Regions from separate parts of the Mus musculus genome. Here region 2 is linked to region 1. Evidence: chromatin contacts called from public promoter capture Hi-C data. All regions are on one chromosome and are shown on one strand. Each heading gives the region's core, a stretch centred on a gene start, on an enhancer-like site or on the middle of the called end of the contact. The rest is flanking DNA. Distances are from core to core; before and after follow the strand shown.

The links. Capture Hi-C pulls out chosen DNA fragments and counts their contacts.
Region 2: a promoter capture Hi-C map of pancreatic islet shows a contact between it and region 1. The contact joins two enhancer-like sites. A contact is called at or near these places in 2 of 115 datasets of contacts at active chromatin or transcription factors (embryonic stem cells and microglia) and 1 of 9 other capture datasets (pancreatic islet).

The regions. Positions count from the first base shown.
Region 1 is chr17:48,402,208-48,405,941 of GRCm38.p6, forward strand. The region is part of intron 1 of Nfya (nuclear transcription factor-Y alpha); the gene reads right to left. Among named protein-coding and RNA genes, the nearest start is that of Nfya, 5.7 kb to the right of the region's middle. Within about 2 kb of position 1,809, at least 13 of the 459 cell types and tissues checked have an H3K27ac peak or open chromatin away from gene starts, as enhancers often do. A contact at or near this core is called in pancreatic islet, where this site is marked.
Region 2 is chr17:48,561,342-48,565,557 of GRCm38.p6, forward strand. No RefSeq gene overlaps it. Among named protein-coding and RNA genes, the nearest start is that of Gm30419, 19 kb to the right of the region's middle. Within about 2 kb of position 2,685, at least 4 of the 459 cell types and tissues checked have an H3K27ac peak or open chromatin away from gene starts, as enhancers often do. A contact at or near this core is called in pancreatic islet, where this site is marked.

The sequences.
Region 1 (3,734 bases), core at 559-3,058:
CAAGCAGGTCAGGAAGCAGGAGCTGATGGCGGAGGCCATGGAGCAATGATACTACTGGCTTGCTTCCCCTGGCTTGCTCAGCTTGCTCTTTTATAGAACCCAAGACTACCAGCCCAGGGATGGCATCACTCACAATGGGCCCTCCCACCCTTGATCACTAATTGAGAAAATGCCTTACAGCTGGATCTTGTGGAGGCATTTCCTCAAGGGAGGCTCCTTTCTTTGTGATAACTCCGCCTGTGTCAAGTTGACACACAAACCCAGCCAGTACAGGTACCTAACAACATTCAAGTGGGACCTAAATAGACAATGACATATAAAACTTATTATGTTCTACTATACCTTCTTCAAAACCTCTTCTACCCATCTTGTGGCCCCATTTCTAGGTATACAATCTCTATCCACACAAACATCTACTTACCCGCTACCACGAAAGTAAAGTTAGAATTGCCTCTGCTAGGACTGCCTATGCCCGAGAGAAAAACACATGTGTTTTTTGAGTCCAATTTATCTTGCTTAACCTAACAAGCATTTGTCAGGGTTCTCTGGAGGAACAGAATAGAATAAATCCATATATATATATATGCGTGTGTGTGTGTGTGTGTGTATGTGGAGAAGGTTAGACGGCTTACAGGCTGTGGTCCAGCGAGTTCAACAATGACTGTCTACCAACACAAAGTCCAAGGATCCAGTAACTGTTTATTCATCCATGAGGTTGGAGGTCTCAACTGGCCTTCAGTATAGGTCAGGAACCTGAAGAAGTAGGCCTTATGCCAGTGAAGGAGCAAGGGCAAGCAGGCCAAGACCCAGTGAGAAAGTTTCTTTCTTTCATGTCCATTATATAAGTTGTCACTAGCAGAAGGTGTGGCCCAAAATAAAGGCAGATCTTCCCACCTCAAAAGATCTGGATTAAAGATGTGTCTGCCCACCTCAAATGATTCCAATCAAGAAGAATTCCTCTGGAAGGAGTTACAGAGACAAAGTTTGGAGCTGAGATGAAAGGATGGACCATGTAGAGACTGCCATATCCAGGGATCCACCCCATAATCAGCATCCAAACGCTGACACCATTGCATACACTAGCAAGATTTTGCTGAAAGGACCCAGATGTAGCTGTCTCTTGTGAGACTATGCCGGGGCCTAGCAAACACAGAAGTGGATGCTCACAGTCAGCTAATGGATGGTTCACAGGGCTCCCAATGGAGGAGCTAGAGAAAGTACCCAAGGAGCTAAAGGTATCTGCAACCCTATAGGTGGAACAACATTATGAACTAACCAGTACCCCGGAGCTCTTGACTCTAGCTGCATATGTATCAATAGATGGCCTAGTCGGCCATCACTGGAAAGAGAGGCCCATTGGACACGCAAACTTTATATGCCCCAGTACAGGGGAACGCCAGGGCCAAAAAGGGGGAGTGGGTGGGTGGGTAGGGGAGTGGGGGTAGGTGGGTATGGGGGACTTTTGGTATAGCATTGGAAATGTAAATGAGCTAAATACCTAATAAAAAATTAAAAAAAAAAAAAAAAAGAAGAATTCCTCACAGGTGTACTCAGCTCCTTGGGTTTTAGTTAAATCTAGAAGTGGTCAAGTTGACAACCAAGAGCAGCCATTACCTAAAACTTTCCAGATTTATGTTTTCTTGTAAAGTTCATTTTTACGGCTGTATTAAAATTCCATTTTACATATGCATGACATTTATTTGCATTACCCATTCTGCTGATAACATCTACGTTGGTTCTACTTCCTTGTTATTGTGCATAGGAGAGTGCAAGTACTTGTGAGGTAGCATAGGATCCTTTGAGTATGTATGTAGCTGAGTCACATGGTAGATCTATTTGAGAAAGCTCTGTATTCATTTGTACACACCAACAGTGTAAATAGTGAAGACTCCTCTTTCCCACATCCTCAGCAGCATTTGTTGCCCTTCTAGATGAGCTGTTGACTCAGGTAGGGAGGTGGGGTGGGGTAAATTTTAATTTGCATGGCTCTGGTGGATAAGTATGTCAGTCACTTTTAAAAATGCTGGCCCTTTGTGTCCTTCTGAGAACTGCAGAGCCCATCTCATGCCTGGCAGTTCTAGTCCTCTAGTATCTGCAGTTCTGGCAAGATGGCTCAGTTGGTAAAGTACCTGCCTCAGGAGAGGACCTGAGCTTGACCCTAGAATGCCCATAACACTGGGTGTGCTGGCCTGTTTATAAAGCCAGAGCTGGGGAGGCAGAGACGGCACAACTTCTGGGTCTCCAGTTCAGCCTAATTGGTGAGCCCTCAAACAACGAGAGACCTTGTCTCAAAGGAGGGCAGTTACCCAGAGGATGAGTGGTTTCCTTCAACAGACAAACACACTAATGGTATGCAGGCAAAAACTTTGATTCTGTAGCTACTTACTTTGCTAAATCCTAACTTCACAAAACCCCTCTGTTAATTCTTTTTTTTAAAAGATTTATTATTATACATAAATCCACTGTAGCTGACTTCAGACACACCAGAAGAGGGTGTCAGATCTCATTATGGGTGGTTGTGAGCCACCATGTGGTTGCTGGGATTTGAACTCAGGACCTTTGGAAGAGCAGTCAGTGCCCCTACCTGCTGAGCCATCTCACCAGCCCCCCTCTGTTAATGCTTAAGAATGCGGCCCTACTCAGAAAGTTCATATCCTTTTCTGCCACACCACCCTGGAAAAGCCCCATCTTGTCTTATCTCACAAGCCAAGCAAGGTGGGAATTGATTGGTCAGTCCTCAGTACTTGGATGGGAGTGTTCTTTTCTAGGTGTCTTAAGTGTCTCTCCCTGCCCCCCAGTAGTAACTTACTCTTATAGTGATAAAAAATAAAATGAGTTTGTGGAGAGATAAGCCAGCATTTAATTTGGCAGATGGTAATTATAGAGTCTTAAGTAATAGGTACATGGGTATCCATCATAACATTTTTTTCAACTTCACTGTCTGGAAATTGCTACATTACAATGTAGGGGGAAATATTCAATAAAAATAATCAGGCTCATTCATTACCTGTAACCAAAATAGATCACTATGCCTTTATTGTGGGTTCCAATGGACTGACTACTCAACACACAGATTTCTGGCTCTGACTTGAACTTACAAAGACTTGCAAAGGGAAGACAATATGAATGGCAACATAACTAAATTTAATCACTACCTCATTAGCAATGTATTCGAACTTGATTGCTACTTTACTGGCATGTGTTCATTGTATAATAATGGTTTTTATCTGTATGTTTTAACAATATACATAACCTGTCTGAACTACTGACCCCATTTTACAAATGATCCCTTCTTGTCTTTAGATTATGCATATTTGGTATTTGGCTTTCTGAATATACCTTTGTTACCTTACTATATAGCTTCAGTATCATCCATTTCCCTACAAACACCATAATGCATACTACACTGAGTATACATACATTTTCTTTACCAGTTTACTCACTGATTGGCGCCTACAGATTCCCTAACTTGGTGATGAAGGCACAGCAATGAAGTGCAGTGTCTTTAGTACATGTTGACTCTAGCTTCTTCAAGTGTACTCCCAAGACAGTATAGCGGGATCATATAGTGGGGGGGGGGGGCTGGGGGGGTATGTCTACAGTGTGATGGCTTTTCTTGGTGTCAACTTGATACATTTGGTATTAGCGAAAACCCAAGCAGCTGGGCACACCTGTGAGGAATTGTTCTAAGTTCAATCATTTGATGTGGGTAGGTCTACCTGTAATCTGGCTAC
Region 2 (4,216 bases), core at 1,435-3,934, 160 kb after region 1:
AGGATGTTCCTAAGGAACCATATTTTTTTTTGTGTATGATAGGAATGAATTTGCAAGGATGTGAATGCCTATAATAAAGAGATTCTTGTTCTTCCAGACTGTTGTGACCTCCCTCTTTTAGTTCAGTTTGTGAAGTCTGGAGTTTCAATCTTGCATAGTGTAGAATCAAGATCTTGGAAACAGAATGGGAGGCAGAGAAAGAAGCTGAGTGGAAACAAAGAACAGACGCTAGACCATGAGAAATGGGAAGGAGTGGAGAGAAGGTAGGAAGGGTTGAGATTTGCTCTCTTGTTGTCTACTATAATGTTAAATGCCACCCCCTCCCCAAGACCTGGTTGCCCCAGAGGCAAGATAGTCTGCATACAGACCCAAGTGAAGCTATGTGACCTTGTCCTCAAGTTAATTTTGATTGGTAAATAAAGTTGTTGATAGCTAATAGCTGGGCAGAAGAGACATATGTGTGTGGGGGTTTTCTCGGCTTGGTGGGCTGGAGGAGAACCATGTGACTTTAGGGTAGGGTGTTGTACTTTTGGCGGGGTTGTCAAAGTCAGGGCTGGAAGGAGAGATGGGGAAATTTCACAGAGAATATCTGTACATATTAGCTTGGATCCCTATTAATATTCTTTGAGTGATGCAGGAAAATTGGAATATGTGTAAATTTTTTCTTTGGTTGCTGGTCAGTGCTCATTTGTATGTGATGCTGGGCAGAGAATGGTGCACCTGAGACACCAGATTATATTAAGGGCATTAAGATTATTATGCAGATGTTTGATGAAGACAAGTGAATGTGAAAGTTCAGGTATGAAAAATGTGGCTCAGTGATCAAAGAGTGAAAAATAAAAGAATTAAGGTTGAGTCAAATAAAGGAGCATTAGGTAGCTATTTCCTGTGAATGGAAGTTCTCCCAAGAGGAAGGAGGAAAAGAAAGAGAAAGAGGAAGAAGAGGAGGAAGATGAAAAGGAAGAGAAGGAGGAGGAGCAGGAGGAGGAAGAGGAGGCAACACACAGGATCTGGGAAGCTTGAGAAGTTTACAAGACCAAAGAGACTCAGGAAACTTACAAGGCCCAGGAGGCTCAGGAAACTTACAAGGCCCAGGAGGCTTAGGAAACTTTTAAGAGTAAATAAAATTTTAGAAACTGACCAGACTCAAAATGCCCTCCTAGGTGAATTTATGTAAGCTATTAATAATTGCTGGAGCAGGATGAGGAAGACTATTTAGAGTGGTATCTGTCTGCCAGTTGGGCAGGGTACACCAATGATGAAGCTTTTGGAAGCAGTCACCCATGCTTGGTGGGCTTGTTGGTAATTCAGATTCCCAGTTTACCCATGATCTTATAAATAACTCATTGGTGAACAAACTCATTTAGTCACCAACTGGGAAAGACCTGCTAATTAAGGTCAAAGTCCAGGGCTGGAGAGATGGCTCAGCAGTTAAGAGCACCAACTGCTCTTCCAGAGGTCCTGAGTTCAATTCCCAGCAACCACATGGTGGCTCACAACCATCTGTAATGGGATCTGATGCCCTCTTCTGGTGTGTCTGAGCTACACTGTACTCATATACATAAAATAAATAAATAAATCTTTTTTTTAAAAAAAAGGCCAAAGTCCTCTATGACCTGATGGCCTCTGACTCGAAGCAAAGTGGGAAACTCTCTTGTTAGCACGATTCTCCTTCTCTGACCTTGTCTGGGGGATTCTAAGGCCCAACATTCACCTCTACCTGAGGAATGTCATGTATCCTCAATTAGTTTATAGGATCAGTTTAGTTTTCTTTCTCCTGGCAAAACCTATTCAGCCAGCATCTGAGATTTCTGAAATGCTTCCCTATGCTAATGAGGTATGTCAGTTACTCTAAGCCCTCAGCCAATGACCTTTGCCCATCCTGGATGTCCCTGCTCTCAGTGCCCACAAACTTTACAAGCCTTCAATCATCCTAAGTAAAGTTGATCTGCCTACTGACAAGTGATCCCTATGTGGTCATTCACCACAGGGCTTCCAAACCCCCTGCCTAATGTCTCTCTTCCCCACTGCCTTTGACCAAAGATCCACGAGAGCGGTGAGACCTACGGCCAACCTGGACTGGAATAGAATGATTTATTGATGTTTTTCATTGCCCTATTTATCTGGGGTGAATAGAAATCATCCCCCAGGAAAAGTCACATGAGACAAAGCTTAAAAACAAATCAGAACATAAAAGGAAGTAAATTATTAGAATAATAGACATGGCAGACTTGGGTGTCAGGGAAACAGAAATCAAGGAAAGTTAATTAAAGTCAATTTGTCTTACACAAAGCTTTCTAGTCAAGTCCTAAATTTTCTGAGTTACAATTCACTATTAGGAATGCTCTGTCAACTACCATTCATATACACATACCCATACACATTTTTTTAAAGGAAATAGTGCTTACTTTTGAGTGCCCCAATGAGCCACTTTCTGCTATGTTCATGTCCTTGGTGGCTCTCTCCTACCCTGTCTCAGCCAGGGAGACATTGACCAGCATGGTGCAGATGTAGGTTGGATGAGTTGTGTGTACACTGAAACTAATCTTTTAGAAGGGTTGACTCGTGACATGTTCCCTCTGAGAATTAAACTGATGTACTCTGGCAGTCCCAGTGTGGTCCCATGGAAAGGCTAGTTGGGAAAACACCAAAGCCTGACTTAGCTCCTTGTAAACACCAATTTCCAGCCATATGAATGAATTTCTTGGCAGGAAAACCTGCTGCCCCAGGTAAGCCACCCCATCTGTTGCTGCGACTCTGAGATGAGCCATCTTCGATGATCCATAGCAAACAGTGGAGTTATCAGCGTGTTTTAGGTACATTTAATTTTGTTCTGCAGTGCTCAGTGAGCAAACATCTTGATGATGTGTGATACACCAAGATCTTCTTTCTTCTAGCCATTCTCATCTCGTTGATATAAAATGCTAAATCGATTCACGACCCACTAACGAGTCCTGATCTCATTAAGAAGAGATACTTTAATCCAAAGCAGATGTGTTTGAGATAACCTGTCTTCCCGTCTCAAGCTTGGTTCTGTTGCTCCTGGAATTGTGATGTAGACAAAAGGAAAGTAATATCAAGGTGTCACTTGGTCCAGGGGCCTGTCTCCAGTAAGGGCTGCCCCTGCCCAAGCAGACAGCTCTATTCCATAGACATTGTACCCGGGAAGGTAGTCAACCTTTTATTATCCTAGCCCTGGATCCTCTAAGTGCAATGTGCAACCAAGCACGATGTACTGATGCCCGGGCCACCAGGTTCTGTATCCATTCCAACAAGTGGAAGAAAGATGTCACCTCCTCCCTAGACACTACTTTGTCTCCCCTTGATTGCTCCAGTTCCTGGGATAAGAGGAAGCAACTGCCTTTCTGCACCACTAAACCTTCCTAGAACACAGTCTTGTCTTATCAGAGGGCTTCTTCCTTTTTTTATACAATCACTCCGGAATAGGCTCTATGGATCAAAAGGAACAGACTACCAAGGGAGTTTGGTTCAAGGAAGAGTCTCATGAAGATGCTTTGTCTTAAAATGCTCCTCAGAGTGGGGTCTGTCCCTCTTTCTGATCACACCCATCCCCTCAGCTTGCTCTTTACCCATTGGCCATCAAGCTCAGCTTCACTGATGGCTTGTGACGGATCCATGTGTTTAATAGTGACAGCCTCAAATTCTAGCAGGGGACGCATCTGCATTCTGTCCCCATGCCCACATGCATGTGTGTGGAAGGAACAGAAGTTTCATCAAGCTCCAGAATGTGTGCTGCGTCCTGACATTTTCTTTGCTTCAATTCTTTTTTCAAATGCTGACTGTGACTCACGGGCTGAGTTTATGATTCACCGATGGGTCTCACCGTACAGCTAAAAACAAACCGACCTGAGCCATAGGTCTATGCAGGAGGCATGGCCAGTCCTCTTGTAGTGTTGCTGTAATGATGGTCATTTGGAGTTGTGAGGGCTGTCCTTTGATTTGAATATTACCGGTGCTTACATTTATGTAGCATTTAGCTGCTTTGTGGTTCAGTGCAGTGAGCCTTATGAGGACCCTGGGAAGTGTGCTTTTCCTTGTAGCTGGCTTTCCAATGGAGTCTAGTCTAGGCTTCAGGTTTGAGTCTTGGGGTGCTGGGGATCCCCCCTTCAGAGAAGGCATCAGGATGGGTCAGGACAGACTAGGAGCTGGCGGGGGTTGGGGGACGGTGTTTGTGACCTCTGCTTTCCTGTATGGT